3 separate regions of the Sus scrofa genome follow, and all the other regions are linked to region 1. The links are chromatin contacts, called in public Hi-C and HiChIP or PLAC-seq maps. All regions are on one chromosome and are shown on one strand. The core of a region is the stretch at or near the end of the contact, and the rest is flanking DNA. Distances in the headings are between cores, read along the strand shown. Region 1 holds the start of IER5 (immediate early response 5). Region 2 has its middle 48 kb from the start of IER5. Region 3 holds the start of STX6 (syntaxin 6).

Region 1 (2,700 bases), core at 89-2,588:
AAAGGATCCTGAGGTTATTTACCCAGAGTCCTCAGGCAGGTCAGGTCTGTGGTGGAGTTTTGGTGGGACTAACTTTAACTGACTCTCCAGGAACCCAGTCTAGGACCCTGGACAATCCTGTGGTGTAAGTTGTTGACTGACCAGAAAATTCCAGAACACTCTTCCCCTATAGTTTTACCTTGACACAAAATAAAATAATGACATCATGTTGGGAACACAGGACTTCTCTATTTGTATTTTTAGAACTTGTTAGATTTTTCCAAGGGTGGACTTTGTCAGTCCTCCTGTTCAGGAAAAATCATTGTGCAGAACTTGTACTATTTTTATTTTCAACTGATGTAACAACTGTGTTGGTTCTAGAATCTAAAGAACAAAGTGGTAGGCTAGCTTTAGTGGAGAACCAAAAACTTTGTTCCTAGACACAAAGCCTTGATAAGAAGTCAGAAATTTGGGGACTTTTATTTTCTTATTTATTTAATTTATTTATCTTTGCTTTTGAGGGCCGCACCTGCGGCATATGGAAGTTTCCAGGCTAGGGGTTAAATTGGAGCTACAGCTGCCGGCCTACCCCACGGCCATAGCGACTCCAGATCCCAGCCGCGTTTGCAATCTACACCACAGCTCATGACAACGCTGGATCCTAACCCACTGACCGTGGCCAGGGATCGAACTTCCTCTTCATGGATACTAGTTCGGTTCGTTACTGCTGAGACACGACTGGAACTCCTGTAACTTTTAGAACCCCCCTTTTCTGTCTTCAGAGCCTAAATTGACAAGTGCTCAAGAATGCATGTGCCTCTTGGAGGCAGGGGACTTACCCAAAATTAATGTCTTGTAGTAACGCTATTAGTATAAGGGTATCCTTTGCCGCGTTTTGCCGTCGTCGCATTTCTGCCGGGTAGCTTACAGGTGTGTGCCGCCTAGGAAACAGTGGCGGGAGAGGGAGGAGGGCTGATCAGGGAAGGATCCGGCTGATTAGGGAAGCAGAGCAAAGTCCACCGCCATACTCAGATGAAAGTCTGAAAGGTTAGTTCGCCTTGGTTCTGGCGAGCAGCACACAAGCCAGAATCTTGACGAACCAAGAACTCCCCCTGCTCTCCGTCAACCACGCTCAGAGAACTGGCCTGGACTAGGCGGTGGGCGAGTGGCGCGCGTCGCCCCCTTTAAGAGCCTGCTCCGCGGGACTAACGTTCGAATGGCCCCCGCGCCCCTCCTCGGTCTCCGATTGGCCGCGCGCGGCGCACGAGGGCGCGCCGACCGGCCCCGGAACGGTTGGCGGCCCTTCGCGATTGGCTATCGAGGCGCCTTTATAAGGCGCCTGGCGGCCGGGAGGCCCTCAGTTAGCGACCGGACCCGAGACTGGCTGCTGGTCTGTAGTGGGGAGGGCGCGGGAGCAAGAGAGAGTGTGTTGCCAGAGTCGTTTCTCTTCGGAGTCAGAAGAAATCGAGGGTCAACCCCAGAGGCGACGAACTTGTTGACGCCTCTCGTTTCCGTCTCAGCTTCGGAACGTGGGCTAGGGTTCACCCCCTCACCCCCGCGCCAGCCCTGGGAAAGGGGAGGCAGGATGGAGTTCAAGCTGGAGGCTCACCGCATCGTCAGCATCTCCCTGGGCAAGATCTACAACTCGCGGGTCCAGCGCGGCGGCATCAAGCTGCACAAGAACCTGCTGGTCTCGCTGGTGCTCCGCAGTGCCCGCCAGGTCTACCTGAGCGACCCGTGCCCCGGCCTCTACCTGACCGGCCACCCCGGGGTCCCGGCGCCGCCGCAGCAGCCCGGGGAGCCGGCAGCCGGGCCACCCGCGGGCTGGGGGGAGCCGCCCCCGCCGGCTGCCCGAGCCGCCTGGCCAGAGCCTGAGCCGCAGCCGGAGCGCCCTGCCGTCCCAGAAGTGCCACGGGCGGATGACGCGGAGCCCGCTGCCACGGAGCCGGGCGCCGGGGACACTCTTCAGGGCCGAGAGGCGGAGGCGGCGGAAGCTGCCTGGCGCCGCGTGGAGGGACCGCGAGACACAGCGGTCGTAGGGGCCGGGGGCCCTGCTGGAGCCTCGGACGTCTTCCCCGCGGGGCCCCGGGCAGCACGCCACCCCTGCGGCTGTCCCCCGGGGGACGAGGACACGCCGAGCGCTAACCCCCGCGTGGACGGCTGCCGCGCGCCGCGTCCGGCCGGGGACGAGCCTCCCGCGCCTCCCCCCCTCTGCCCCAGGAAGCGCGGCGCGGCGGGGGTGGGCGGCGGCCCGGCGGGCTGCCCGGTGCCCGGCTCGACCCCGCTCAAGAAACCCCGCCGGAACTTAGAGGAACAGGCGGGCGGGGCGGCCGCGGAGGAGGAAGAGGAGGCGGAGGAGATGGAGACCGGTAACGTGGCCAACCTCATTAGCATCTTCGGTTCCAGCTTCTCAGGACTCTTACGGAAAAGCCCCGGGGGCGGCCGGGAGGAAGCGGAGGGAGAGGAGAGCGGTCCGGAAACCGCCGAGCCCGGGCAGATCTGCTGCGATAAGCCGGTGCTGAGAGACATTAACCCTTGGAGCACTGCCATCGTAGCCTTCTGAGCCCCCGGGGTCTCCGTCCGGGAAGGAGGTTGAGCAGCGGGCGTCCCGACGAGAGGGCTGGGCCCCTCCCGGCTGCGAGGACGCCCCCGAGACGGTCGGCGCCGAGCGCGAGGGGGAAATCGGGTGCCGCCGGGCGGCACAGACTGCCCTTGAGCTTG
Region 2 (2,740 bases), core at 28-2,527, 48 kb after region 1:
ATTTGCTAGCTTTGTGACCCTGGAGAATTTCCTTCAACTTTCTGGTTTTTGGGTTTTTTTGTCTTTTTAGGGCCGCACTGGTGGCATATGGAAGCTCCCAGGCTAGGGGTTGAATTGGAGCTATAGCTGCTGGCCCACACCAAAGCCACAGCAAGGCCAAATCCGAGCCATGTCTGCGACCTACACCACAGCTCATGGCAACGCTGGATCATTAACCCCCTGAGTCAGGCCAGGGATCGAACCTGTGTCCTCATGGATGCTAGTCAGATTCGTTTCCACCGAGCCACAATGGGAATTCCCCCCTCAATTTTCTGAATCTCAGTTTTTCATCTAAAAGATGACAGTACCTTTCCTGGCAGAGTTTTGTTGGTATTAAGTGAAACAGTGTAACAGAAGATGAAAAAAAAAAGATCAAAGCAGATTGTGTGTGTGTTAGCAGGAGCGGGGAGAATACAGGACCTCGGCAGTGCTATAAAACTGTACTAGTGCCTACTGGTTAATTTTTGTCTTCGTAAGACCAGGTTACGAGCATCAGGATTAATGACAGGATAAAATAGACTCTGATGGGATGTGGACAGATTTTGGCTTGGATCCTCTTAGCAAGGAAGGGAAGGGTGGGGCCTGGGAGGAGAGGAGGCACCTGTGACTGTGCCGGGGGAGGGGCAGGAGGAAGTCACCCTCTGGCTCTGTTCCTGGGGTTTCTGGCCATGGAGGAGTCTGCTGTGGAGGTGCCCACCCACAGGAGTGGGCCTGGACAAGACCGCCACGACTGGTGTGGCACTTTCAGCTGTGACAGGGACACGGGGTTTCTTTCAACCTTCCCACCTCAGCTTTCTGCCCCAGCTCCTTTCTCAGGCCCTCCTGGTGCCTCTGTCACAGTGTCTCCTCTTAGAAACAGCTCAGCTTGTTCACAAGGAGCTCTAAGTGGCTGACAGAGCTAAACACGCCACCACTCCCAGGGACACTGCACTTCAAGCCACGGGTGACTCTCTGCTGGGGTCCTCTCTTCCACGGCATGAGGGTCCTGGTGGGAGTGGGCACCTCTGGCACCGCCTTGTCTGGCACCGCCTTGTCTGGCACCGCCTTGTCTTTTTGCAGAGCTGACCTAGTCTTGAGTCCGGGTGGACAGACATGAAGGAACAGGCCCCAAGCTTTGCCTGGGGGGGCAAGGCCCCCCCCCCCCCCCCCCCCCCCCGCCCTGGTTGGAGGAAGTGAGTGGGTGGGTCCTGCCTCCCGCTGCATGCTGACTCAGTGATTCCTGGAAGGAGGTGATGTCATGATGTCATGGTGACGGGGCAGTTCCCTCCCCAGCAAAGTCGGTAGGAGAGTGTGTCTCACTGGCACTGAGGCCTGAGGCTCACTTAAGAGTGACCAAGTCCCCTGGATCTTGCAGGCCACTTAATGCCGCCTACAGTGACAGCTCCCTTCTCCAGATTCCCACAGCTGGGATCACTTGTCCCTGCGGTGATCCCATATTTGGGGCAGTCTTGGTTGATCTTAAGCATCCGGCCTCTTTCATTTTCCCTGTGAACACATTCAGAAATCCTAGAAAACCATCCTAGTCTGAGCATGCCTCCTGGGGCTTTGGGCGCAGGAGCCACCAAGCTGGCGCAAACCAGAGCACGGCATCACGGGTATTCTTGTGTCTTTCTCCAGTTTCACATCTGGATGTCTTTTCAACAGTATGAATGGCTCCTCAGAGTCAGAGCTGTGTCCTTTTATTTCTTTTGTCTTCTCCAGGACTCCCCTTCGGGCTGAGGGTGTGGGAAACTAAAAAGATTTGGGGGCAGGGTAGAGGTGTAAGCTCCCTCTCCTGTCCTTGTCAGCGCCCCCCTCCCTTTACTTTGTGGGGGTTGGAGGCATCTGCAGCAGGGGCCCTCTGGGTATGTGAGAACGCCACTTCTTCCAGATCAGATCAGCACTAAATTAAAAGGTAATGGTAGCCAGTCCTGGTGTGGGCTTGGGAAAAACCCGGCTGGATTTGTTGGGGCCTGGGGTGCTTTCAGAAAACCACTCCCTGCTCCCTTTTTCGCCAGAGACTCCCTGGGAGGGACGCGTGTCAGACCCATGTGGAGTAAGACAGGTCCTTTGTCAACTGGAGTCTGGATTCAAATGCCAGCCACCTCCCCTGTCGTTCTCCAGACCAGCTCCACATTTTACAAGGGAGCCCCCATGTGGCCTTGTGCTGCCCGATGCTGCCCCCTATAGGCGGTTAGGGGGCACAGCCCTCACGACTGAGCCTGTGCCACCGGGACGGTGGCTTTTCATCACTTAAAGCTGTCAGAACAGCTAATAGGCCATGAATATGGAGAAAATTAGGCTTCTCCAAGTGAATTGGGTGTTGAAAGACACTGAGATAAATGCTAGAGGTAGTGAGAATTGATGGATGGAGCCCTGCTTACTGCAGCCATCTCATTTAAGTCCAAGCTCACGACAGCCCTAGAGGGGAGGCAGGTGTTCTGAGGCTTTGTGTAATGCATGATGGAATCTAGTCTTAGAAAGTTAAATAATGGTCCCAAGGTTATATATCCAGTAAATGCTGGAGCCATGTCTTGAACTCAGTGACCCCAGAGCTTGGTGACATCTGCTGTGCCATCTCCCTGTGCTAAGAGGGCAGAAGCCGATCCAGGAGGAAGATTCCTTTATCTGTAGTGTGAACAGGGTTCTTTGGAATGAGGGTGAAATTTCACGGAAGGAGTTTTAGCTGTAGTCTCTATGATGTGATTTTAGGGATGCTGGG
Region 3 (2,700 bases), core at 152-2,651, 53 kb before region 1:
ACTTAAAGTACCATTTAAATTTTGTAAAATGAACCGTAAAAAAAAAAAAATAACACTCAAGCAACTGGTCAACTTTTACCCCTACAGAAATAGGAAGCTAGTAGCAACTAGTTGAAAGCAGAGGCACTTTAAGGTCATTGGCACTGATTTTTCCAGAACGTTGCAGTTCTCAGATTGTTTTGTTTGACATTTAAAACAAAAGCTGACAAGTTATAACAACAGAATCAATCTTTTCTGCATTTGTTTAATGGCTACAAAGCCTATATAACAGAGTGCAGTTAAAGCTTCTATCTCCAAACAAACAATTGAGCAATCAAAGATGGAGTCACGACACTTCTTAGGGAAAAATAAGTTAGGACAGCTCTAGTCTCAAAGGCAGAAAAAAGAAGAAATGGGGGAAACCTGTCAAATAGCCTGGATGAAATCAGGGAGTTAAAAAGAAAGCACTCATTTCCTTTAGCACTGTGGGAAAATCCCTGTGCTAACAGAAAGCTAAGGAAAGTTTGGTTTGGCTGATTTCATTTTGTTTTCCTTCCAACATCACCACTGAGTTTGAACAGCAGCTTTCCTCCCCTCCCATTACTCGGTAAAAACTCCCCCACTGAATAGAGTTGTCTTCCGGAGCCTCGCGCCCCCGCCTCCCAGCCTGCAAACGTGCTCAGACGCCTCTGGGCTTGTTGTGGTCTCGCCAGTCAGCGGGCCAGCGCTCCGAACTCAATGGACAATGGGAGCTCACCCCCGTCCACGCCAACTACAAAGCTCAGGAGGCCCATTTCCCTTTTCCTGCCCAGATGCTGTTTTTCCCCCTTCAAAGCAGGGCCCGGTGCTCCACTACAGCCCCACTTTGGTCTGGGACGCCTGTCTCCCTCCCCACCTGAGGAGCTGCTGAACCCCTCGACACCCCTCCATAAGTTGTAGAACGGCGCACAAGCCAAAGGAGACCCCCCCCCTCCCCAGGGGCTTGACTGGGGGCACGGTTTCAAAGTCCAGGTAGCACGAAGAGGGGATGTCTCTGGACGCTTTATCATAGCCCTCAAGGCTAAGCGGTCCCCACGCCAGACTCTACTTGTCTCCCCTCCCCCTAGAGCGAGAAAAGCGGGGAGGTGAGGGCAGGCAGCACTGCCGCCGCCTCCTCCAGTGGAGCCCCCTACGACACTCACCCTTTCACCACAAAGAAGGGGTCCTCCATGGACATGGCGTCCCGGCCCCCGGCCGCCTCACGCCTGCTCTGCGCACAGGGCGCCCGCGCCCTCCCAATCTCCCTCTGCCCACCCCACCCGCCTCGCGCAGCAGCCCGCGTCTCGGCCTGCGGGACCTGTAGCGGCTGCGCGCGCAGGCAGGGGTGCACCGGCCCGCCGCGGGTCCAGTACTCTGTCTGCACCTCAGACCGAAGCCGTGACTCTGGCGCCGGCCCCGGCGCGGCCCCCTCCTCGGCTCCTCCCGGCGCGTCCGGCCGCTTGGCCCCGCCCCCAGGTCCCTCAGCCTCGACCAATCACGAACGCCGTCAGCCGCACCACTTCCGCACTCGCGCTCACGTGACCAGAGCCCCCCCCACCCCCCATCAGCAGGGCCTGGGCCTTGCGTTACTCGACCCTGGAGGCGGGGCTCTGGCGGCGGCGGAGAGGGCGGGTCTTCTCAACACTCACCTCTCAAGATTCAGGGGGAGGAGCTGCTTGTTCCCTGGCAAGAAAGGTAGTCAGGTTTCCTAGATACGGAGATAGTATCAGCTTTGCACAATCTTTTCACCTTTCCTCTCCTTTTGATACTTATTTTGATAACATATAGATTTAGAAATCCATCTCGTCCTCGACTTAGAATAAAGCTCGTCTACCTTATCTGACTCTGATAATGTTGCACAACTCCTTTCTGTGGGTCTTATAGTGCCCAGCAAGACGCTGAAGGCTGTGAGTTATCTCAGTATCCTTGGAGGGGAAGGTATTATTATTCCCATTTTGCAGATTAGAAAAATTCATATAGGTTTCAAGATTTCTTGTGCTCACACAACCTGGACAGGGCAGAGCCCCAGATTCTGTGCACTTTCCACCAGGCTAGGATGTGTTTTTGTGTGTGTTGCGTTTTTTGTCTTTTCTGTGTTCTTGAAGTGATCAGTAAGATAATTTTTTCATACAGCATATGGTGCTTCCTGGAAGAGAGCATTTTTGAAGGACAAAGAAGGGGCCAGGTCTGGCAACTTCTTACCAGCTAAGTGGTTCAAGAGCTCTTCCAGGAAGCCTTTTGGTCAGAACAGTTTATCAAACTCATACGCTAGATAGTCTATGGGTTTTGCGAACTTTAATTGCTGATTATCATTGAGCACATACTGTGTGGCAGGCACTGAGCTTAGTTTATCTCAGGTGCTCTCACAATGTTGTAATCCCCATTATACAGATAAGAAATCTGAGACTTGGAATTTAAGTGACTGGCTTAAAGTTAGCAGTCTTTTTGAAGATAGAAGAGTCCTCAGAGCCAGACAAACCCTGTTTGAACCTGGGTTCTGTTATTCAGTCTCTCATCTATAAAATATGAATATTTAGCTCATAGATTGTTGTGAAGTTTAAATAAAAATGGCTAGATGGAGTTCCTGTTGTGACTCAGTGGGGTTAAGAACCCAACTAGTATCCATGAGGATGTGGGTTCCATCCCTAGCCACGCTCAGTGGATTAAGGATCCAGAGTTGCCTTGAAGTGCAGCATAAGCCAG

Evidence for each region. Hi-C and Micro-C count contacts between places; a contact is called where the count stands out from the background. HiChIP or PLAC-seq counts read pairs in DNA pulled down with a chosen protein or histone mark.
Region 2: an H3K27ac HiChIP or PLAC-seq map of alveolar macrophages shows a contact between it and region 1, with 5 times the contacts expected there. The contact joins the enhancer-like site here to the promoter of IER5 in region 1. A contact is called at or near these places in 22 of 47 Hi-C or Micro-C datasets (adipocytes, alveolar macrophages, blood and 12 more) and 2 of 2 datasets of contacts at active chromatin or transcription factors (alveolar macrophages and skeletal muscle).
Region 3: a contact with region 1 is called in a Hi-C map of embryonic fibroblasts, with 2.2 times the contacts expected there. The contact joins the promoter of STX6 here to the promoter of IER5 in region 1. A contact is called at or near these places in 1 of 5 promoter capture datasets (liver), 8 of 47 Hi-C or Micro-C datasets (alveolar macrophages, brain, embryonic fibroblasts and 3 more) and 2 of 2 datasets of contacts at active chromatin or transcription factors (alveolar macrophages and skeletal muscle).

The regions. Positions count from the first base shown.
Region 1 is chr9:122,632,443-122,635,142 of Sscrofa11.1, forward strand. It overlaps IER5 (immediate early response 5), which reads left to right and starts at 1,339. Exons shown (of 1, transcript NM_001258436.1): 1 at 1,339-2,700. The coding sequence starts at 1,565. The coding sequence ends at 2,542.
Region 2 is chr9:122,680,459-122,683,198 of Sscrofa11.1, forward strand. No RefSeq gene overlaps it. Among named protein-coding and RNA genes, the nearest start is that of IER5, 48 kb to the left of the region's middle. Within about 2 kb of position 1,278, at least 38 of the 83 cell types and tissues checked have an H3K27ac peak or open chromatin away from gene starts, as enhancers often do. A contact at or near this core is called in alveolar macrophages, liver, mesenteric adipose tissue and 4 more, where this site is marked.
Region 3 is chr9:122,579,172-122,581,871 of Sscrofa11.1, forward strand. STX6 (syntaxin 6) reads right to left here and starts at 1,402. Exons shown (of 8, transcript NM_001243720.1): 1 at 1,161-1,402. The coding sequence starts at 1,195.